4 separate regions of the Pan troglodytes genome follow, and regions 1, 2 and 4 are each linked to region 3. A link is a contact called in public Hi-C and HiChIP or PLAC-seq data. All regions are on one chromosome and are shown on one strand. Each heading gives the region's core, a stretch centred on a gene start, on an enhancer-like site or on the middle of the called end of the contact. The rest is flanking DNA. Distances are from core to core; before and after follow the strand shown.

Region 1 (5,527 bases), core at 1,544-4,043, 340 kb before region 3:
TTTTGTAGAGAGAGGGTCTCACCGTGTTGCCCAGGCTGGTCTCAAACTCCTGACCTGAAGCAATCCATCCGTCCCAGCCTCCCAAAATGTTGGGATCACAGGCGTGAGCCACAGTGCCTGGCCTTAATTCATTAAAAAAAAAAAATAGTCATCATGTGCCCCATAAATATATACAGCTACCATGAACCCACAAAAAAATTAAAAATAATAATAATAGTCATGAATCAGTACATAGATTTTACAAACCTCTCTAGATTTTGACCCACAGTTTAAAAAATATCACCTGAAAGGGTTAAGGGTGACAACACATGGAAAGGGTTTGGTCCCAAGGAAGGCTCCCTAAGTGGAAAACTGAAAAGTGCCATAGTAGAGGAACCTTCAAAATGAAGTGGTGGGTGGGGGGTGTCAATTAATTCTGCTGACAAATGGGAAGGAGGAAGGTTGAGGATGAATTATATACACAAAATACCAATAGGGGAAAAACTGCAGTGCTGCTTAGAACCTTCTTAGCCCTCATCTTTGCATGGCTGGATTCTTCTCATCCATCTTTTCATTCTCAGCTCAAATGCCTGTGCCTCATGAAGCCCTCCCAAAGCATGAGATCCTGCTAACCTTCCTTTTTCTCACTGTATCCTATTACTGTTACTCCCTCCATAGAACTGTCAACTAAAGGATCATGAGGTTCATAAATCTGGGAAGGAGAGCTTTATTTCTGCTTGTTTGTTTGTTTGTTTGTTTGTTTGTTTGTTTGTTTGTTTTTTGAGACAGGGTCTTGCTCTGTTGCCCCAGCTGGAGTGCAGTGGTGCAATCATAACTCACTGCAGCTCTGAACTCCTGGGTTCAAGCAATCTTCCTGCCTCAGCCTCCTGAGTATCTGGGACCACAGCCACATGCCACCATGCCCAGCTAATTTTTAAATGTTTTTTGTTTGTTTGTTTGTTTTTTGTAGAGACAGAATCTCACTATATTGCCCAGGTTGGTCTGGAACTCCTGGACTCAAGTGATCCTCCCACTTCAGCCTCCCAAAGTGTTGGAATTACAGGCATCAGCCACTGTGCCCGGCCTAAAGAGGTTTATTTCTGAAGGGTTGGAGCCTGCAGGCTGGCCATCCTTATAGGCTGGCAAGTATGGTCTCTGGCAGAGACCAAAAGCAGGCACTTTGAAGGAGGAAGGGTGAAGCAGGAATTTATGCCAAATGGGTTGGCCAAGTATACATATTTAACAGGTTATAGGAGAAGCTATTCAGGAAAGAGGGGTGCACACATGCATAATAAACAATCATGCATGTTACATGGGTCACATGTTCACTTTGGAGTAGAGACTTAACATTTAAATGCATTACAGTTAGACCCTTTACGTCAAAAGGCGAAGCAGAGAACATAAAGGCACTCAGTGTGCAGCCTCTGTAAACTGGCTAGGGCCAATCTATGGTGGGTGGTCTCTTATCAGGAGAAAGTTACTGAAATCAGTCTCTTGTCTAATGAAAGCAGGAGTTATGGCTTGTGGAACAAAGGGATCAGTTAGTCAGTGACTGGTAGTTGGTAAGCTGCAATTGTTTTAATATTGCTTGTTTAGCTGCTAGAGGAAAAAAACGAACATTGTGGCAGTTAGAACATCGTTTATTCTTTAAGTGTCTGGGTGTTGAGTGATTTAACCCTTGCCTGGCAGGGCCTTAGGTCTTGTTTATAAGTTGGTATGTTACTGCCACAAAAAAATCTAGCCCATCAGTCTTAGATTCTTTTTTTTTTTCTTTTTCTTTTTTGACAGTCTCACGCTGTCACCCAGGCTGGAGTGCAGTGGCTCACTGCAACCTCCGTCTCCTAGGTTCAAGTGACTCTCGTGCCTCAGCCTCCCAAAGAGCTGGGATTACAGGCATGCACCACCACGTCTGGATAATTTTTTTGTATTTTCAGTAGAAACAGGGTTTTGTCATGTTGCCCAGGCTGGTCTCAACTCCTGACCTCAAGTGATCCACGCGCCTCAGCCTCCCAGAGTGTTGGGATTAACAGGCGTGAGCCACCGAGCCCGGCCAGGATCTCTATTTTAACAGAACTATTCTTATTTGAAATCAATTACTTATTTGCATGTTTGTTGCCTGCTGTAGCCCTTCCTCTTTGTGGGCAGGAATCCTGTCTACCTGGCTCACACGCGTATCAATACAGTGTCTAGCATGTTAGGCAATAAAATGATTTTGAATGAAAGAATGCCACCAATAAATGAACAAGAAGGCCTTGTGATCAAATACAAATGTAGTCAATCCCTTACAGATCTCTTCTTAAGTTATAGGTATTTGGGCTTACACTTTGCCTCATTTAGGAATTATGAAAGCTGGGTGATGTGAGAGGAAAGTAACCAAGAGAGAAGTGTTTACTTAAGGGGTTGATTATCTAGGACACCATAATTAAGGAAACTGGTTATTTAGGGTTCTAGTTAGTTCTGTACAGATTTCATTGCTCCTTGAGATCCTTGAGGACAGAACCAGCTCTTTGATTTCTGTATCCCTCGCTAGCGACCAGAATAATGCCTGGAAGGTAGTGGGCGCTCAATCAACATTTGACGAATGAAAGAACCAAGCGGGGAACGGGGGATAAATGAATGAACGAACTAGCTCCGGAGGGCTGCAGTTCCTCCCCGGGGCAGCAGGCGACGCCAGCGTTACGCCCGCCTGGCCGCCGGCAGTTCTTGGTCCCTCCGGCTGACCGTCCAACGCTAGGCTCCGAAGCCGGTGCAAGAGACAGCCAATAGAAAGCTGTCTTAGTTGGAGGTCTAGTAGAGGAATCCAATGAGCGTAGCGGGTCTAGGCAAGGGGCGGTGCGACGGGGAGGGGCAGCGGGGAGCGGTTAGAGGTGGGAGTTGGCGCTGCGGGCCGGGCGGGGGCCGCGGAAGCTGCGATGCGGACGGGGCAGCGGCGGTGACCCGAGCTGCCGCCCGACATGAACTCGCTGGAGCAGGCGGAAGGTAGGGTGGGCCGCCCGGGCCCGTCCCACGTCTCCCCTCGGAAGCTGGCGGTGCTCCGGAGGGGCCGGCGTCGTGAAGACCCCCGCCCCGGGAGGAGGCCGCAGAGGATGGAGCTAGGGGCCCGGAGCTTGGGGGCGCGTAGGCGGCCGTACCTGGCCAGACGCGGGGGGCGGTGCCTCAGCTCCCTCAGTCCCCACAAGCCTAGAGGGTCGACCTCCTCGCCAGCTTCTATTTTTATTTTCTTTTCATTGGCAGACACTTGCACTTCGTGCATTGCAGCCTGCTAATTCATTTCATTTCATTCTCACAGCCCCGCGAGTTGTATCCCTGATTCCTGCGGTGGTTTCCGGTAACTGCCAAGGTTAGGAAGTGCTGCTCGGTGTTTTAAAGTTTAAAGCACACCACTGCGGAAAGGATACCCCACCACTCACTCGGAGCAGCTTAGACGCCCCTGTCTTCTAGAACTAGGCGCTGCCTGGGTGCCACGAAGATCACCTGTACCCCCTTCGGAGGGGGCAAGGGGAATGTCTTTCCACACCCACTCGCTATCAGTGTCAAGAAGTCTAGTAAGGCCAGACGGCGTAGCCATTAATTAAATATAAGAGCTGGAAACCGGAGGCGGGTAATTGCAGTCAGGTAGACCTCGAAGACTTTGATGTTAGGCACTACGTGGTTCTAATAGGAAGTTCTTGGTTCCCAGAGAGCTAAAACTCGACCTGATTTTAATTTTATTTGCAACCCTGAAAATGTTCGCTTTTGGCGCTGGCCGAGGCTGCTGCTTATTTCTCCCAATACCATTTATGAAGCTTCTAAAAGTAAATCAGCAAGTTTTCTGATATGAGAAATTGGAATTAAAGAGCCCTAATTTTTTGTCAAGTGCTTGAAAAGCTGTCATAGTAAATGAAATAAACAGTGCAGTGATACATGGAAGTTAGTGTGTAAGACCTGAAGCAGTTAAGAGTATCTCACATGTCGTCTTAATGTTAGGTAAATACTCTGACATTTCGTCAGACGAGTAAGAGTGGCTAACTAGAAAATTGACGAGTAAGAGTGGCTAATCAGAAAATTGACATCTTTATACCTAGATCTCAAGGCTTTTGAGAGGAGACTTACTGAATATATTCATTGTTTGCAACCTGCTACTGGACGCTGGAGAAGTAAGTTCCTGAATGTTATTTTAAGGGAAAACTAACAATTGATACTTTTATCCTAATATAGGAATGATTTGCTTTTATGTAAAATGTTTGTGTAAATTTATTTAACATTGTAGACAATGCCTTATGAAGAAATTTTTAAGAAAAGGAAATTATAACTGGCCTTCTCAAAAGAACAGTCTATTTCGTGTGGTTGTTTTTGTTTTTCCATTAAAAAACATATTTTTTGGCCAGGCGCCGTAGCTCACGCCTGTAATCCCAGCACTTTAGGAAGCCCAGGCAGGCGGATCACCTAAGGTCAGAAGTTCAAGACTAGCGTGGCCAACACGGTGAAACGCCGTCTCTACTAAAAATACGAAATTAGCCGGTCGTGGTGACGCTGCCTGTGATCCCAGCTACTCAGGAGGCTGAGGTGGGAGAATCGCTTGAACCCGGGAGGCGGGGATTGCAGTGAGCCGAGATTGCGCCATTGCACTCCAGCCTGGGCGACAAGAGCAAAACCCGGTCTCAATAAATAAATAATAAAAATATTTAAATTTTTGAATTAATTATTACAGTTTTGATAAAGACATACCTAATAAAAATTTCAGTAGCCCGTTTGGCAGTTTTATAATTTGCCTACAAACTATTGGAATAAAATTTTAGTAAGAAGAGTCATATTAATAGGGCTCAGTGAGTCACGCATATAATCCCAGCACTTTGGGAGGCCGAGGCTGGAGGATTGCTTGAGCATGGGAGTTTGAGACCAGCCTGGGTAACATGGAGAGACCCCATCGCGGTGGCTCACGTCTGTAATCCCAACACTTTGGGAGGCCGAGGCGGACGGATCACGAGGTCAGGAGATCGAGACCATCCTGGCTAATACGGTGAAACCCCGTCTCTACTAAAAATACAAAAAATTAGCCGGGCGTGGTGGCGGGCGCCTGTAGTCCCAGCTACTCGGGAGGCTGAGGCAGGAGAATGGCGTGAACCCAGGAGGCAGAGCTTGCAGTGAGCCGAGATTGCACCACTGCACTCCAACCTGGGCGACAGAGCGAGACTCTGTCTCAAAAAAAAAAAGAAAAAAAAAATTTAGCCAGGCATGGTGGCACACCCCGAGGTCCCAGCAACTTGGGGGATCACTTGAGCCCAGGAGGTCGAGGCTGTAGTGAGCTATGTAGTGAGCTATGTTCACTGCACTCCAGCTTAGGGAACAGAGGGAGACCCTGTGTTTAAAAAAAAAAAAAAGTAAAGTCATGTTATTTAATGTATACTTGGAAAAGTTACAAAATTACCCTTAGTTGATTTTTAACAGCATAATTGTGCTGCTTTGAAGTCTGACCTAGAAAATTCACATTATTACTATCTATTCATAAGTATCATGAGTGCTACAAAATATAATTTGAACAGTGCTTACTTGCCCATGGAAATACATA
Region 2 (5,895 bases), core at 2,320-4,819, 370 kb after region 3:
GTTGCCATTTACTAAGATGGGGAGTGCAGAGGGATTGCAGGGGGTGGTGGTGGGGAATATCAGGAGTTCGCTTTTGGCTGTGTTGAGTGGAGATGCTGAGAAGGCAGTAGGATATAAAAGAGACACCAAATTTGGAGAGACTGCAAGTAGGAGGTACCCCGTGGTAGGCACTGGGAAGCATGGAGCAGGGTCTAGTCAATAACCATGACCGGTGCCACTGAGCAGGTTCCCTTGAGTCCTGACGGTGTGTTACTCTATGTCCCATGCCCCTAGCAGGCTACCTGGAGTTCACCATCCTCCGTGGGGAAAGCTCCATTCAATTCAATAGCTTTATGTTAGGGTCCTGCTGTGTGCAATGAGAGAACTATATAAGACAGCTTAGAATCAGTGTTAGGTCAGGCACAGTGGCTCATGCCTGTAATCCCAGCACTTTGGGAGGCAAAAGCAGGAGGATCACTTGAAGCCAGGAGTTCAAGACCAGCCTGGGCAACATGGTGAGACCCTCATCTCTACTCAAAAGAGAAAAGTTAGCTGGGCATGGTGGTGCGTACCTGTAGTCTCAGCTGCTCGGGAGACTGAGGTGGGAGGATCACTTGAGCCCAGGAGACAGGGGCTGCAGTAAGCTATGATTGTGCCACTGTATTCCAGCCTAGGCAACAGAGTGAGACCCCATCTCAAACAAAAAACAAAAAACAAAAAAAGAACCAGTGTTATGTTCCCTGCAAAACCCTTCAAAACTTCCCATTGCTCTTGGGATGGAGAACAACCCCTGTCCTTGGCTCCCAAGGCTCTTTTGTGCCTTCATTGTCTGCGCTCTGCCTCTTCCAGTTTCTTCAACAGGTCATGCACTTTCCTGTTTCCTATTTCTGGGGTGTTCCCCCTCACTCCTGCCTGCCAGTTATCTTTCCCATCTCATCTCAAAGGTGACTTCCTCAAACAGGCCTTCCCTGAGTGGCCAACCTCCCTTTAGGCATGCTCAGAGAGATTCTTCTTCTGAGGCTTACCACAGCCATAATTAAGTAAGTGATCATCTAATGAGTATTTTAGTTTGCCTTTTTTTTTTTTTTTTTTTTTGCCAGAGGGAGTGTGGCATCTCTCTTGTACACTGCTATGTTTCCTGGAACCTGCTCAGTAACACAACCGCTAGTTCCATGAACCCAGGACCAGGCTGGATGGAAGAGGCTGTGGGGTGGTGGATTGAGAGAGGTCATTAGTGAGGGCTGGAGCCCTCTGTGAAGACATGTCTGTAAAGGACTTTGACTAGGTCCTCCATGAAGGGAGGATTTGGAAGGCAGAGATGATGAGCATTTCAGTTGGGGAATCCATTTTAACAGAGGTGGAAAGAGTCTTGGCTTGGAATCAGGGTCTCGGCCCATCTCCTGAGTGACAGGGGCTTGTAATTTACTGTCTTTGGGCCTTCATCTCCTACCTGTAAAATGAGAGGCTGGTTCACCAAGGACTGCAAATAATAGCACCATGACACTATCTCCCCATCTTATCCCCTGGCAGATATCTCTCTTCCCGGTGAGCCTGAATACAAGTTCAGAATTAGTTTTAACGCAATGTTCTAAGCAGCCATTCCCAATTGATAGGAAATGATAATTGAGATAAGCCCCATTTGTCAGGCTTGACTTGGATGAAGATCCCTTAGATGAAGTCAGGCCCCGGCACTGATTCAGTGAACGTATGACAGGACAGAGCCTGGGGACGAAAGCCCTATGGAAGTAGAGACCTCAGCAGCACCAAACACCATCAACAGAAAAGACACAAAAATAGGCCGGGCACATTGGCTCATGCCTGTAATCCCAGCACTTTGGGAGGCCGAGGCAGGCAGATCACTTGAGGTCAGGAGTTTGAGACCAGCCTGGTCAATATGGTGAAACCTTGTCTCTACTAAAAATACAAAAATTAGCTGGGTGTGGTGGCAGGCACCTGTAATCCCAGCTACTTGGGAGGCTGAGGCAGGAGAATCACTTGAACCCAGGAGGCGGAGGTTGCAGTGAGCTGAGATCGCGCCATTGCACTCCAGCCTAGGCAACAGAGCAAGACTCTGTCTCAAAACAAACAAACAAACAAACAAACACCCCAGCAACAACAACAACAAAAACAAAAAGAAGGGACATGAAAATATTCTAGTCCAGAGTGGCAAACTCAGATGCCTTAAGGGACCAGTGGATGTAGATCGTGCAGATAAGAGAAGTGGTCCCAGTGGTAACATGAGAATGTTTGCCTTGCCTAAAAGGACCCCAAATCTCTCTCCTTCACATTCTTTTCTCCTTCCTCCTTATCGTATGGGTTAGGCAAAAACAAATTTCAGCTGAAATTTTCTTCCGGACAGTTGGACTGTGACCTCTGAGTCCTACCAGCTTTGTTGGAGAATCCAGATGTAGATGAGAACGGTGTTGCCTAAGGCCACACTTCAAGCCAGGCCCGTTGATTTCCAACTTATGGCTTCCTACAGCAGTGTGGTCATGAAGCCTGGAAAACAGGAAGATAGGAGTGACAAAAGAGGGACAGGAGTAGAATGAGGCTTAGGTTTTCAAAAGATGCTTATTTCATTTTGGATGACTATGGCAAGGAAGAGTGGTGGCCTGTCTACTGCTACTGTTAGTCATCACTCATGTGACTGCTTTTATGTATTCATTGGTTTAAATTCCCTGGATCTCCAGAAACATGTCACTTTCCACTGGGGGAAATTTGTGTCATGATTAAACACACACACACACACACACACACACACACCCCTCCTCCTTTCTCAGTGTTAATCACCTTCTCCTATAATTAGCACTTAAAATGTCAAAGGAGAAGAAATTAATTAACAGGAGTATCCAGTGCAGCAAGGCTCTAGGACTGATTATAAAAAGCACTTCCTTAAATATTTTGAGTGCTTTTGGGAATCAGAAGCCTCCCTTCTAATTGAAAGATCCTTAACTACACCCTAAGTCCTGGCTGGTGGCCAGGGGTGCGGAGCTGAGTGAGGCGGCGTGTGGAAATCCCTTCTTCACCATCCTTGGGAAAATTCCCTCCAAACTGGGATAGGTGGCAACAGAGGTTCGGAAACAGCAAGCGTCCCAGGCTGAATCTGCGGAGGAGGAAGAGATGAACCTTTCCTGAGCTGGTACTGCGTGCCAGGAACTTTAGCTCGGTATTTTGCCACAATCCTGTAAGACAACCGATACTATGATCTCCATTTTACAGATGAGGACATTGAGGCTCAGCGTGGTTGTGACTTCCTCAGGTCACGCAGCCACTGAATGAAAGCGCCAAAGATTCAAACTGAGGTCTGATTCTAAAGCTTTGCTCTCTCACGGCATCCTGGAATCCTATTTCAACCTTCATCTGGACTCTTAACCCAGCCCAAACCTAAGCGTCTACAGTTTTGACAGCTGAGGCGGGAGCACGGGAGGCGGAGCTGGTGGCAGCGCAGCGCCCCGCCCCGGCTGCAGCATCAGCCAATGGTGACGCGGCACCCACAGCCTTTCGCCCAATCAGCTTGAGCTTCCCGCCTCCATCCGCCGCTCTTCTCTGCCCCGCCCCTTCGCTTTCCCTTTGGTTCCACCGAGCTTGACAGAGCGGAAAGTCCCTTCGGCCGGCGCCGGGCTGGCAGCCATTGGAGGAAGGTCTGTCACAGGGAGGCCCAATCACGGCCCGCTCAGGAGCGCAGCTCGGCCTACGATTGGCTAGCGCGGCGGCTGCCCCCTCCGCCCCCGCTCCCTCCCTCTCCCCTGTGCGGTTCGGAGGCGGGGCAGGTGGGGGCGGGCCCAGGTAGCAGGTTTGGCTGCGCGGGGGCCGCGCGTCGGAGGTAAATACTAGGGCGGTGGGTGTGGGGAGCCGGGGCCGGCCCGGGACGCGGGCTGGGGAGCCGGGGCGAGGGGCGACGCCCCGCCGCCCGAGGTTAGTGAATGAGCGGGCGGCTGGCGGCCGGCGGGCGGCCGGATCCCCTCGGCGCAGCCGCCTGGCCTCAGGGCGTCCGGAGCCGCCGCGGCGACCATCGGGCCCTCGGCGCCGGCCCGTTAGTTGCCCGGGCCCGAGCCGGCCGGGCCCGCGGGTTGCCGAGCCCGCTGACGTCAGCCCGGGCTTCCCCCCACCACCGGGGCTTCCCCATCCCCCGAGGCTTCCCGGGAGGGCTGCGAGTCCGGGGAGCGTGCGGGGTCGCCACCGTCGGGACCCCCGGAGGAGAGAGGACTTGGGGCGGGAGCCGCGCGGGACGCTGTCCCCCTCCCGCCCCCCACCCCATTTACAGATTGGGAGACTGAGGCACAGGCCGCTGGCGGGCCCCGACGGCCACGGTTGGCCTCAGGAGCCCGGGGCTGTGATTCCTACCGACCGCGCCGCGGGGCGTACGTACCGATCGATTTTGCGGGTGTTGGTGGCTCCCGTCCAGGAATGGCAGTCGGGGTTCTGGCCTTGTTAATGGCGTGTTCTGCTTTTTCTTTCAGTTTCCCCCTTTCCAGGGTGAGGATGGTTCTACACAGCCACCCGGAGTTCCTTAGTTGAAAGGTGCGCCCTGCTGTGACAGGTATTCTTTCTTTATGTTTTTCTTTCATGTTAACAATCGAGGGGGGTGGGGGGCGAATGGGGGGCGGGGGCGAAGTCATGAAATCTTCAGGAAGATGGTGTTGAGTTTGGTACTCAGCTGGGTCAGCTGCCGGTTATTCATGTACTTGGCATCGTTTCTCTTCCACCCCTTGGCATTTGAATGTTTTAGGATAGTTGTCATCTTTCAGCCACCAAGCCTGTGGCCTTGCAGTCTCCCAGCCCCCATCATCCCTGCCACCTTCTTCTCCTCAATTTTTCCTGGAAAGTTTTATCCTTAGCTCAGCTAAGGAGCATGCCTACCTTGCTTTTGAATTCGGGCTAATTAGTGATCTTAATAAGATTGTTCATTTTGCAATCATTGGCTCTCAGAGAAGCACCCAGGCCTTGAGAGGGTGTTCGTTTGATTGTTGGCTTTCTACACACCCCCTCACGCCCCAAGTAGACTGAATGGCCTTAAGAATTTAGCCTCCCATTCCCCACTGAGCAGTAGGTGGATTTGAACTAGAACAGTATTAGGAGAAAATGATTTGCTGGAAATTCTTATTGAAGTAACACCCAGAACATTCTCTAATATTCTGCTGCAAAATTGTATAGTATTCTTGCAAATAAACCTTCCTCTGGGTGGTAACTTTTGTGAGAAGCAGATAAGGCTTGTTATATAAAGCACAACTAACATTAAGCAGCAATGATTTTTATAGTCTGGCACACCTAAACTGTGGTTTTGTTTGATTTAAGGAAGTCTCCAACACAAGGAGAGAGAAAGGAATAGTTACGCTGTTTATCAAACTATTAGTATTTTGTTCCTGATTTTCACACTATGATTTAAATTAGTTTTTTTTTTCATTGGTTGTACAGAATTTATAAGCATCATACATGCTAGTGAGGCTGTAGGAAGCTAGTATCAAATAAACCTCAAAACAACTTGGTTTCGTAATTGTGAAATTTTCCGTATTTGTTTCTTCTTATACGTATAACAATGAAGTGGTTTAGCATGATTTCATTTTATCTAGAGAATTACTGAAGTTTTAGGCAAAATTCATTAAATACTCCCAATTCCTGAGTCTTTTTCTCTTCTCTTTCTCTTGGTTTAATCCCTTAAACAGGAGGAGGAAATGCAATTTTGTTTTCACTGTTACCACTTGAGTCTTTCATTCATTTCTCTGTATTCAGTGCCTAGCATATGCCAGGCTCTCGTGTGGGCACTGGATAATACAAAAATGAAGGACTTGGGGAATTCACAGTTTGGCAGTGGAGTGGCTAGGTTTAACACTAGAGAGGCAGCAGTATTCCTTGTTCCAGTGGGAATATGCAGATGTGAGAGGCTCTTCTTTTCTTTTTTTTTTAACCTTATAAATC
Region 3 (5,347 bases), core at 2,005-4,504:
TAGGGATGTTCCCTGAAGGAAGAACCCTCCCCCGCCCCACACACACCCAGAAAAAATATGAGAAAAACATAAGAAAATTAGAGGATCAGTTCAGGAGTCTAATATCTAAAGGGCAGGAGTTCCAGAAACCAAGAAAAGAAAAAATGGAGGGAAAGAAATGAACACAGGAATACTTCAAGCACACAGCTCTGAACTGAAGGCACAAGTATTCATTGTGAAATGTCAGAACACTGAAGATAAGGGGGAAGATCCTAAAAATTTCAAGTTAGCAAATACTGGTCATATGCAAAGGACTAAGAATCAGAATGGCAACAGACTTCTCAACAGCAAATTTAGAAGCCAGAAAACAACAAAGCAATGCCTTCAAAAGTCTGAAAGAAAATAATTTTCAATCTAAACAAGTCAAACCATCAACCTGTATGAGGGCAGAATACAGATTTTCAAACATGTTAGAACTTATAAAATCTACCCCGTGTATGCTTTCTTAGGACGTTCCTAGAGTTAAGAGTCCACCAGAACAAGGGAATGAACCAAGAAAGAGGAAGGCATGAGATCCAGGAAGCAGGTGAAGGAGAGTCCCAGGAGGCCTTGACAGCAACTAATTCAGCCTCCAGGAGACAGAGAGCTGTAAAATAAATGTCTCCAGAGGAAAATAAAAAAGGAAGTAAAGAACTCAAATGAGTTTCATAAATCTTAGAGTTTGGGAAGAATTATTAAGCAATAACCAAACAAATGAAAGCAATGATCTAACTAGTTAAGATCAGATCTATATTTGCATACTATACTTGCCTACAATCACTTTAATATTGATTTAACCAATAATTGTGATGTACCTATACCTTGAGCAAGGGAAACTGAATTCTCATCTTCCATAACATGATGTCGGTAGAAGATATGAACTGCTAAATCAGTAAATAGCAATATAAACCTTTATTTTGAAATAGAAATAAGTAGGCAAGGAAAAATACCTAAAAAGTGTCCAGAGTGGAGCAGCAGCCTGCTTTGTGTCAAAAAGCTGTGTAGTACTCTTGACTTTTAAAAATCATCTTCACGAATTACTTTACTACTATTAATTAAAAAAAAAAAACAACTGGTTACCTCTGAAGAGGGACTCTATGTGAAGGACTGGGGTGAGGAAAACTTTTTCCATTTTGTGTACTTTTGCACCACATGAACTACTTTTAAAAAATCAAATGCATATATGGGTTTTATAATTTAAGGAAGAAAACAAAACATTACTCCTACCTAGCCAAAGGTAATAAAAACTGGGACAAAAGGGAAGGAATAGACTTAAGAAATCCCCAAAATAAGATCTCTAAGACTTGGTGACTTAGCAATGTGTTCAATCACATGGAAGAGAAAGCTCCTCTTGTATATATAAACATAAGAAAAATTATATAACTAACCTATGAAAATTTACCTTCACAATAATTGATTTAATAAGTCGTTCAGTGGCAGGTTAAATTTGGAAAGTTAATAACAGTAATAACAATGTTGTTATTATTATTAGAGACAGAGTCTCGTATTATTGCCCAGGCTGGAGTGCAGTGGTGTGATCATACCTCACTGTACCTCAAACTCCTGGGCTCAAGGGATCCTCCCACCTCAGCCTCCTGAATAGCTGGGACACAGGTGCACACCACCAGGCTCTGGAAATTTTTGTAGTTTATTTTGCAGAGGCAGGGCCTTGCTATGTTGCCCAGGCTGGTCTCGAACTTCCAGTCTCAAGCAATCCTCCCACCTCGGCATTCCAAAGTGTTGGGATTACAAGTGTGGGCTACTGGGCCCAGCCATTAATTATTATTTTGCCCAGCTTTCAAACCAAGATGGTAGCTACTCATTCTTTTCTGTTAAATGCAAATGGTTAAGAATATCAATCTCCATTACAGGTTTCTGACCAAATTTTCTCAACACACTACAACACTGTTTTAAAAGATTTAAAGTTGCTCATTACAGATTTGGCATTATAATATTTATTTCAGAACAAACTTTAAACCCCAGTAGATCCCACTCACTTCTGAAATGACTATTTTTGACAATCCTCGAACACTGAGGCTTTCTTGAGCATGACTTTTTACCCTGCCTAGATGGAAAAACCACTCTTTGAAGCAGCTCCTCAAAATTTGGACTTAGCTGCTTCCTCACCTGATGTGCGAGTACAATTGCCTAAGAGTATAATTCAAAAACGACTTGCTGAAACTCATAGATGATTCATGTCTCTATTCTGTCCTGCTCCTCCTCAAACGAGCCAGATCTTAGAGGCGTTTGTTTTCCCCAGATACAAAGAAAATAAAATGAGGTTGGCAGCTGGAGGAGGCAGTGCCGTCCGCAAAGCCAAAGCAATGTAACCACTTGTACCTTAACTCTTCTCCGTTTTCTCCCCTTTTCTTCCCCTGGAATCTGCTTTTCTCCTTTCTTTCTCTTTTTCCGCTTTCTGTCCTTGTGTTTGTCATGATCGTTTTTGTCTTCGAAGAGGCTGGAGTCGTGCCCCGAGCTGCCCGTGGAGAGTTCAGTGACTTCGTTCCCTCCTACTTTGAGGACCAGCTTCAAGGGCTTCTCTACATACTCTTAAAAAAAGAAAAGAAAAGAAAAGAAAGGAAAGCGCGTCGATTAAAGTCGGGGCTCTCCAGGGAGTGCTAAGGATGCAGAGCGCGAAGGCGCAGCAAGCCCGAGGCGGCTTTGGGCGCTCCGCGAAGCACCTGTTGAATGACGGACCCCCGCCCGGGGGTGCGGCGGCGCCGCCCGCCCCGAACGCTCCCAGGCCTCCCGGGCCCGCCTCACGTCTCCCCACCAGAGACCCACCGGACCAGGGGGACCCGGGTTCGAATGCCGCCGCCGCACGGGGGGCAGCGCGGCCTCGGGCAGGACGCGCCCCCTTCGCGGGCCTGGGCCTGCCGTGGGAGGGAAGGGCCCTGGGCCGCCCCGGAGCCATTGGGAAAGAGCGGAAGCCCGGCAGAGCCGCTGAGGGCCCGCCGCCCGCACCCCGGCCCCCTCCTCACCCTCGTAGAGGTGTTTGTCCGACTTGTGCTTCTTGTGCTTCTTGCCCATGTCCGACCGGGCCCCGGTGCCCGCCCCCCGCGCCAGGCCCAGGCCGTGCGGCGCCGCTTCCGGTCCGGGCCAGGCGAGCGGAGGGCGGGAGCGGGGCCCGCGAGACCCCGCGCCGCGAGGCAGGGGGGCGGCGCGCGCCGGGCGGCGCGATGCCCCTCTCGAGAAGACGGAGCGCGAGACCCGGCCGGAGCCCGAGAGCGGCGGCGGGGGGGCGCGCGGCCGGCGCAGAGGCGGGAAAGAAGGCCCGCCGCGCGCACAGGGTGCCGGCGGCTGCGGGTGGCGGCCCCTGGCGACCGGAGGTGGTGCTGCAGCTCGCGGGCCGGGGGCGGGGCCGGGGGGCGGGGGCGGGGGCGGGGCCGGGGAGGGATCCACCGCTCAGACTCTTGTCTTTCTTCTTTCCTCCCTTTCCCCTCAATTTGTCTGTCTTGTCTCTGTCTCTGTGTGTCTCTCCCTCCGTCTCCCCTTCCCTCCCTTCTTTTTACTCCCTCCCTCTCTTTCTTTCTCTTTCCCTTCTTCCCTTCCTTCCTCCTTCCTTCCTTCCTTTCTTCCCTCCTTACTGCCTCCCTTCAAGCCTTCCTTCTCTCTTTTCTTCCTCCCTCATCACCCTTCCTTCTCCTCTTCCCGTCTCCTTCCCTCTTTTTTCTTTTCTTTTTTTACCCTTCCTCCTTCCCCCACTCTTCCTTTCTTTCCACTTTCCCTTGCTTCTGTTTCTTCCCTTTTACGATATTGACTGAACCCCATACTGGGTGCCAGACCCGGCAACCTCAGCACATTGGTGACTGAAGATTCTAATCTTAAAAAAAACTTATGTGCTGATAGGTGAAGGTTTCCAGATGTTTTGACTGTCTTTACTTCTAGCTGTATGGTGCTTTGTCTGTTTTCAGATAAACTCATAATTATAGTCTCCTCTTAAGAAAGGATCTGTTATCAGTCATTTATACTTTAGTAACAATTTAGGCCCATGAATCACCTCTCCCAGGAAGATTTGTAGCTTTACCTTGAACTTCAGTGGTGAAATTATAGGCTTATATTTTAGGACCCTATTGTTGGTAACTAATAGAAACCAATTTGAATTATTTCAAGTAAACAAAAAGGGATTTATTGGTTTACATGTCTAGAAAGGGCAAGAATAAAGCTTGCCAGAGAGAAGACAGGAACCAAGGATGTAATGCTGTTGACTGGCATGCCAGCTCTCTCTCTCTCTTGTCTCTCTGTATATCGGTCTCCATCTCCCCCCTTCTTTCCTATATGGCTGGAAACATGGCCACCATCTGCTTCTGAGGCCTCTTCTTTATAGTGTCCTGACCAACTGGGAAAAAGATCTCTTCCTGTCAGCTTCACCTGGAAAACAGTCCCAGGGAAGGATTCTGATTGGCTTGGCTTGTGTCACATGTTTTATGGGACAGGGGATGGGAGATTGATTCGGCCTGGATGCCAAATCTACCCCCTCACCCCCTTGGCCAAGAGAAGTGGAGTCTGTGATTGGCAGCTCCTGCCAGACTTCTATGGTTAGCCAGGGAAGATGAGGTTCTTCTAATGAAGAGAGTTGCTTTTTCATGAAAGCTAAAAGTGTGTGTCTATTATTTCCCTGTAACAAGCCTCTCTGGTGTCCGTGAGGCAGAGATCAGGGTGTGGGAAGAGGGGTTGTGTTGGGGAAGAGACCTTCTGCTGCTCTGAAATCAAGCCAGCAAGGCCCCCTAGGCCCCCTAAGCATAGGGCAAGGCTTGGTTTCAGCTTTTCATCCACTGTCTATAACTTATTTTGCTTTAAGAACCACTATGCCAACTCCCACTGTGGGTCTGGCCTCTATTGTGGCATTGCCTTGCTCCAGGCTCAACCTGTGGGTTTACCTGTCTGCTCCTCATTACCCTGGGTACCTCCTTGGTACTTACAGTGCCTAGCACAGTGACTACTACCGTCCAAATGCCCCTCAGAGGAAAAAGGTCTGGTGAACTCATCCATACTATCAAGTTAGTAATTTCCCTACCCTCTCAAGAGTGATTCTACATAGGTCACAAAGTGGTCACATCAATGGAAAGTGAATAAGAGTACGTAGCAGAAAACACCTCCCAGAAAAATGTTCCTGGAAGTGGAAGCCCAAATTCATCTAGTTTTAAATTCTCAGCACTAATACCATGCCTGGCACATAGAAGGCACCAGAAAATGCTAGTTGAGCTGCACGGTCCTGGTTCGGGCAGACTCCCCCGAGAGATTTCTGCCTGCTGCCATTCATGACCTCCCAGTGAGTGTGGAATGGCCTGGAGACTGGCTTCAGAGCAATAGAATATGGCAAAGATGA
Region 4 (5,835 bases), core at 1,849-4,348, 300 kb after region 3:
GTTGGCCAGGCTGGTCTCAAACTCCTGGCCTCAAGTGATCCTCTCACCTCAGCCACCCAAAGTGCCGGGATTACAGGTGTGAGTTGCTGCACCCAGCCTATTAAGATATTTTTATTGTGAAATAGAACACACGGAGAAAAGTGCATAAAAGTGTACAGCTTAGCAAATTATTACTAAGCAAATACTTTTACAACCATCACCCTAGAGTAAGAACTGAGACTCCTCACTGTCCCCATCCCGATCAAAACCTCCTCACCCCCTCGAAGTGATAACCACCATCTCAACTTTTATAGTAACCCTTTCTGCTTTTTTTAATTTCAGGAGTTGTGATGGTTAATTTTATGTCAGCTTAACTGGGCCATGGGATGCCCGGATGTCTGCTTAAACATTATTTCTGGGTATGTCTGCTAGGATAGATTAGCATTGGAGTTGATGCCCTGAGTGTGACAGACGGTCTTCCCCCATGTGAACGGGCATCTTCCAACTCACTGAAGGCCTGTTCGGAACAAAAAAGGCAGAGGACCGTTGGATTTGCCTCCTCTCTGATCGCCAAGCTGGAGCCTGGATCTCCTGCTCTTAGCATTCTTGGTTCCCAGGCCTGCAGACCTGGACTAGAGTCTACACTGTCAGCTCGCTGGCTCTCAGGCCTTCAAACTGCACCACCGGCCTTCCTGGGTCTCCAGCTTGCAGATGGCAGATGCTGGGACTTCTCAGCCTCCATAATTCTAGGAGCTCATCGCTTATACCAAATCTCATTATATGCAAATATATAGACATATACTATATGTCCATATCCATATCTATCTCTGTTCTTGGTTCTTTTTCTCCGGAGAACCCTAGTACAGGAGTTTTGCCATCTAAGCAAGCATCCTTCAGCCCTCTGGTTGAGTCCGACCTGCCCTTGGCCTTCAGGAAATGGAACCACACAGGCTGCATCCGTCTGTGTCTGGCTTCTTTCATGCAGTCTCTCGTGAGGTTCATCCACTTCCTTGTGTCCAAGCATAGCTTGTTTCATAACTGCCTCATGTTCCACATAAGAATACCACAAGTCCCTTCTCTGTTTTATGGTTCGCAGACACTTGGGTTGTTTCCAGCTGGGGGACAGTATCAGGAACGGTTCCTGCTGTGCAGTTGTGGTACATGTCTTTTGGTGAGCATGCTTGCCTATCTGTCTACAGGGTATATTCCTAAGGGCGGCATTGCTGGGTACTTATAGGACAGTTTACGTTCAGCTTTGAGGAATGGTGCCAAATGGTTTTCTTAAGTGGTTGTACCATTTATACTCTAACAAGCAGGGCACGTCATTTCTCTTTTCTTTTCCTCCCAGCCTCCTTCCATTTTCCTTTCTTTTACTTATTTATCCAACCCACATTACTCACAGTCTCTATAGCCTTGTGTGTCTACTGGTGAATTAAAAGGTCACTAGTGGTGTCCCCTGGGAGTCCTCTTCTCACTCCCCCAGTTCAGTAGGCAGATGGGTGGCGAGCCCCCCACGCCATCTGGGTCCTGAAAAGGTGGGAGATGGGATCTGGGAGGAGCAGGGCATTCAATCTCTCCCCCTGGAAAGCGACGTGGCGTGGGCCTTACTGGGGAAGGGCCTCTCCCCGCAGACCGAGAGAGGCGCAGTTAGGCCCGTTCTCGGAAGCCATGGCCGGTCCTGCTCCTGGGGGCGCTGATACTGGCTATTTGCAGCGCCCTCTCTTGTGAAACCCTGCGGATTCCGCTTGCGGGAAGTGGAGGGCGGCGGCCTCCGCCTTTTGGGGCCTCTGGGCTGAGGGAAGAGGATGGAGGGGCAGAAAGGGAGTGAGGTCCCAAACCCCAAGTGGAGGTCGCCCGGGGACCCCCCACCAAAACACTTGCTGGGGAGAGGTTATAGAGGCAGCAAAGCTCTTTCCAGCATGATTTCAAATCCCGTCTAAGGGCTTTCAGAAGCCTGGAGAAAGTTTCGGTTTCCCAGCTGTTTCAGCTTTTTCCGCCCGCACCGCGGCGATGCGTTCGGAGCCGCCGAGGCGGCAGCGCCATCTGCTGTCTACTTTTTAAATTGCAGGATCAGATCCTCTCGGTCTCTCCAGACCTGCCCCGTGTAAAGGGAAAAAGATTAAACCAGTAAAAATAGCTTAGATCACCTGAGGTCAGGAATTCGAGACCAGCCTGGCCAACATGGTAAAACCCCTGTCTCTACTAAAAATACAAAAATTAGCCAGGCGTGGTGGCGGGCGCCTGTAATCCCAGCTGCTTGGGAGGCTGAGGCAGGAGAATCACTTGAACCCAGGAGGCAGAAGTTGCAGTGAGCCAAGATCGTGCTACTGCACTCCAGCCTGGCCACAGAGCAAGACTCCATCTAAAAAAAAAAAAAAATTTTAAATGCCGACAGCCACTGTTATGCAAAGTTCAAGGGCCTCTCTCACACTTAGCTGGGGGAGGAGTGAATACAGCCTTTCTGAAGAAAGAAAAATTAAGTAATAGCAAAATCATTAAGTGTTTATGATTCATAAATACAATTTTTGTCAACTAAAAAAATAAAATATGTAGAAGTCAAAAAAGTGTCTATGATTCAGAAATGCCACCGTTAGAAGTTGCCATAAGAGTGCACACAAAAAGGACATATGTGTCAAAGTGTTTGCAGCAGTGTTGTCCCAAATAAGGACATTTTGCAACATTGTGGGGTGGTTAAAATAACTATAGAATATGCATTAGAATACAATGAAACCATTAAACATAATGTGGAAGAATATTGTATATTATAGGGAAATGCTCATAATATATAGTGACAATTTAAAAAGCAGATTACAAAACAATATGCCAAGACATGATTTCTGCCCAAGTCTGCCCTGATGGGTGAGCTAACCAAGGTTGCTGCACTGTGAGGGCATAGGGGCTGCCCCTCAGCCCCCACCCCAGCCACTGGGCTCCTCAGGAAAGGACATGTGAGTGTTTACTGCACATCCTACAGATGAGGAGCTCACAAGGACCCTGGATGGGGGAGTCCTCTGAGGTTGCTGGAGCTGCTGCAGCCATCTTGTCACTGCCAGGGGAGAGCTCTCTCTGAGAGTGAAGGCACAGTGGAGGAAAGCAGAACTAAGAAGAGACAGAGAAAGCGAAAGTGGGAGAGAGAGAGAGATATGAGGTGACAAAGTGTGGGTCCTTGGATCCTGCTTGGTGTAAAGCTAGCCTGCTCCTGGGCTTTACAGATAATAAATTCCTTCCTCATCAGATTAACCTGGGTTTTTGTGGCTTGTAACCAAAAGGGTCTGCACGGCCCACACACAGGCTCCCAGCTCATTTCCTTTGCAATGAGTGGTAACTGGAGGCGGGCGGTGCATGGACCTGCCTTGCAAGGCTTCTCTGTTAGTGGTGCCTGAAGCCCACTCTCTCAGCTGGCACAGCCAGTGTGACACATCAGTCCGGGTGTGTCTTGGACCTACCCCCTTTCTGGGTGCAAACCAGAACTGAGGATCCCGAGGATGGTGGGGGGGTAGTTTCCTGCCTCAGGGCTGTGCTCCTGCTACCCCTTTGCCTAAAATTCTCCCCTCTCTGTGCTCCCAGGGCCAGCTCCTCTGTATGCTCTGTGATTCTTTGAACAGCGCCCCCTCTGAGAAGCCTTCCCTGACCACCTGGCTGAGGACATCATTCTGTCCCAGCTTCCGTTTGCTTTGGGAGTGGCCTCCTGACACTTCACTTCCATGAGGCAGGGACCAGTTCTGTCCTGGTGACTGCTGTATCCCCAGCTCTAGATAAGGCCTGAGACATTGTAGGAGTGCCAGGGATCTTTGGTTACTGAGAAAACGAGCAGCTAGATCAAGGTTCCCAACACCAACACGCTGGGGACATGTTGGGAGTCAACTTAGCCCTACCAGCAGGTGGAACTAGTTTTGCTGCTCCAAAACAGAGTTCTAGCTATGGGGACAGCCACTAGACAGCAGAGCTAAGGCCATGCTATGCTGAGGGGCCACAGTCTGCCCTGAACTGTGCCTCCCAGCCTGGAGCTAGTGAGGGGGCCGAATCTGGGAGCTGACAGATGGGGGCTCGGCGTGGGGACTTTTGGAGGGGAGGGCATTTTCTTGATCTTACCATGGGGACAACAGCTAGATGGGTGGGGGGGACCCACTCAAGGACATACTGCGGCTTCAGGCTTCTACGAGCCCAGAACGCTCGCTCCATCTGAGGGTCTTGATATCAGGGTGTGGCGTCAGGAGCCGGAGCCTACGGGTTGAAAGCCAAGAGTGGGCAATCAAAGCTGAAACCAGGCCCACGACTTAGGAGCTGGAGAGCACACAGGGCTGAACACTCGACTTGGGGACCAGGAAACCAGGGAGCAAAGTCTCCAGGGTGCTTGGGCAAGACCCCAGATGGTCTGCAGCAACGCACAGGCAACACGGGATGATCAGCGCTACGTGGTGAGAAACTTACCTCCTTTTGCAGGACAACATTTTCCAGTCCTTCTGAGTAAATCAAAGAGAAGTCTCAGCTTGGTGATTGCAGGTCTCTAATGCTTATTTCTCTGTCTCTGTCTCTCTCTCTTTTAACAAAAGCCTACCAGCGGCCTCAGGCTCAGGGCCTGTCTCAGGTAAAAGCGGGTTAGGGTATAATAACAGTGATCGGTTTCATTGTGTTTATTTTTATAGCTACTTTCTAATTATAGCAAGTGATTCTGAGTTTCCATTTAGGATAGTAATAGGAAGTTTCTTTTTCAAGTAAATGTGCATAAGTAAAAGGAGACTGCTCAAAGGAAACCAGCTGGTGATTGATAGAACAGGCTGTGGCATTGTTGGGCCCCAGAGGGAAGGGCAGTGTGAGCATGCAGGACGTTCTGGGAAGGCAGCTAAATGCAGTTGCTGCATGGGGGCCAGGAAGCATTTGGAGACGTGGCTGGGCACAGCTTGGCTTTTGAGCCCAAGAGAGGCCTGCTGGGGATGTGTTGAGAGCCAACCTACCCCTACCAGCAGGTGGAACTGGTTTTGCTGCTCCAAAGCAGAGTTCCAGCTATGGGGACAGCCACTAGAGAGCAGAGCTAAGGGCATTCTAGGCCAAGGGGTCACAGTCCACCCTGAACTGTGCCTCCCAGCCTGAAGCCAGAAAGCTCAGGGAGGCTAGCGGCCCTGCCCAGGCCTCAGCACTGACCCTGCACCCCCAGGCCCAGCTGGATGACCCCTAAGAGCTTCCTGGAATTTGGATGCAGGGTTATTCTGTGTGTGCTGCCTCTCAGAGCATGTCACTTTGACGTGGACATCTCGGGTCTGGTTCTGGTGCTGTCCCTGTCTCGCCACGTGACCCTGGATAAGTCATCTCTCCAGGCCTTGATTTCCCCATCTGTAAACAGAGGTGAGTGAAATGATCTTTAAAGGTGTGTCAGTCCATTTTGCATTGCTATAAAGGAATACCTGAGGTTGGGTAGCTTATAAAGAAAAGAGGGTTATTTGGCTCACAGTTGTGCAGGCTGTACAGAAGCATGGCACCAGCATTGCTTCTTGTGAAGCTTCAGGAAGCTTCCATTTATGGTGGAAGGGGAAGGGGAAGTTCGTGACTTACATGGCAAGAGAGGGAGCAAGAGCCATGTCAGGCTCTTCTAAACAACCAGCTCTCATGTAAACTAACAGAGTGAGAACTCATTCATTACCACGGGGAGGGCACCAAGCCATCCATGAGGGACCTGCCCCCATGAGCCAAACATCTCCCACCAGGCCACACCTTCAACACTGGGAGTCACATTCAGCATGAGATTTGGAGGTGACCACCATGCATCCAAACCATATCAAGGACCCATTTCGGTGAGGGGACCAGGAACATATCCCTTCCCCTCTCCTCCACATCCTTTAATGTGGGGCTCAGCAAGGA

What was found. Hi-C and Micro-C count contacts between places; a contact is called where the count stands out from the background. HiChIP or PLAC-seq counts read pairs in DNA pulled down with a chosen protein or histone mark.
Region 1: an H3K4me3 HiChIP or PLAC-seq map of stem cell-derived excitatory neurons shows a contact between it and region 3, with 4 times the contacts expected there. The contact joins the promoter of CNEP1R1 here to the promoter of BRD7 in region 3. A contact is called at or near these places in 1 of 7 Hi-C or Micro-C datasets (stem cell-derived neural progenitor cells) and 1 of 1 datasets of contacts at active chromatin or transcription factors (stem cell-derived excitatory neurons).
Region 2: an H3K4me3 HiChIP or PLAC-seq map of stem cell-derived excitatory neurons shows a contact between it and region 3, with 13 times the contacts expected there. The contact joins the promoter of CYLD here to the promoter of BRD7 in region 3. A contact is called at or near these places in 1 of 7 Hi-C or Micro-C datasets (stem cell-derived neural progenitor cells) and 1 of 1 datasets of contacts at active chromatin or transcription factors (stem cell-derived excitatory neurons).
Region 4: a Hi-C map of blood shows a contact between it and region 3, with 12 times the contacts expected there. The contact joins the enhancer-like site here to the promoter of BRD7 in region 3. A contact is called at or near these places in 4 of 7 Hi-C or Micro-C datasets (blood, induced pluripotent stem cells and stem cell-derived neural progenitor cells), 1 of 1 datasets of contacts at active chromatin or transcription factors (stem cell-derived excitatory neurons) and 1 of 1 other capture datasets (stem cell-derived neural stem cells).

The regions. Positions count from the first base shown.
Region 1 is chr18:47,993,657-47,999,183 of NHGRI_mPanTro3-v2.0_pri, forward strand. CNEP1R1 (CTD nuclear envelope phosphatase 1 regulatory subunit 1) reads left to right here and starts at 2,794. Exons shown (of 6, transcript XM_001164142.8): 1 at 2,794-2,958; 2 at 4,044-4,115. The coding sequence starts at 2,934.
Region 2 is chr18:48,709,423-48,715,317 of NHGRI_mPanTro3-v2.0_pri, forward strand. It overlaps CYLD (CYLD lysine 63 deubiquitinase), which reads left to right and starts at 3,570. Exons shown (of 18, transcript XM_016929820.4): 1 at 3,570-3,802; 2 at 4,440-4,519.
Region 3 is chr18:48,337,474-48,342,820 of NHGRI_mPanTro3-v2.0_pri, forward strand. It overlaps BRD7 (bromodomain containing 7), which reads right to left and starts at 3,255. Exons shown (of 18, transcript XM_054668370.2): 1 at 3,000-3,255; 2 at 2,359-2,567. The coding sequence starts at 3,048.
Region 4 is chr18:48,635,038-48,640,872 of NHGRI_mPanTro3-v2.0_pri, forward strand. SNX20 (sorting nexin 20) reads right to left here. Exons shown (of 4, transcript XM_063797823.1): 4 at 4,601-5,310. The coding sequence ends at 5,203. Among named protein-coding and RNA genes, the nearest start is that of SNX20, 15 kb to the right of the region's middle. Within about 2 kb of position 3,099, at least 4 of the 24 cell types and tissues checked have an H3K27ac peak or open chromatin away from gene starts, as enhancers often do. A contact at or near this core is called in stem cell-derived neural stem cells, where this site is marked.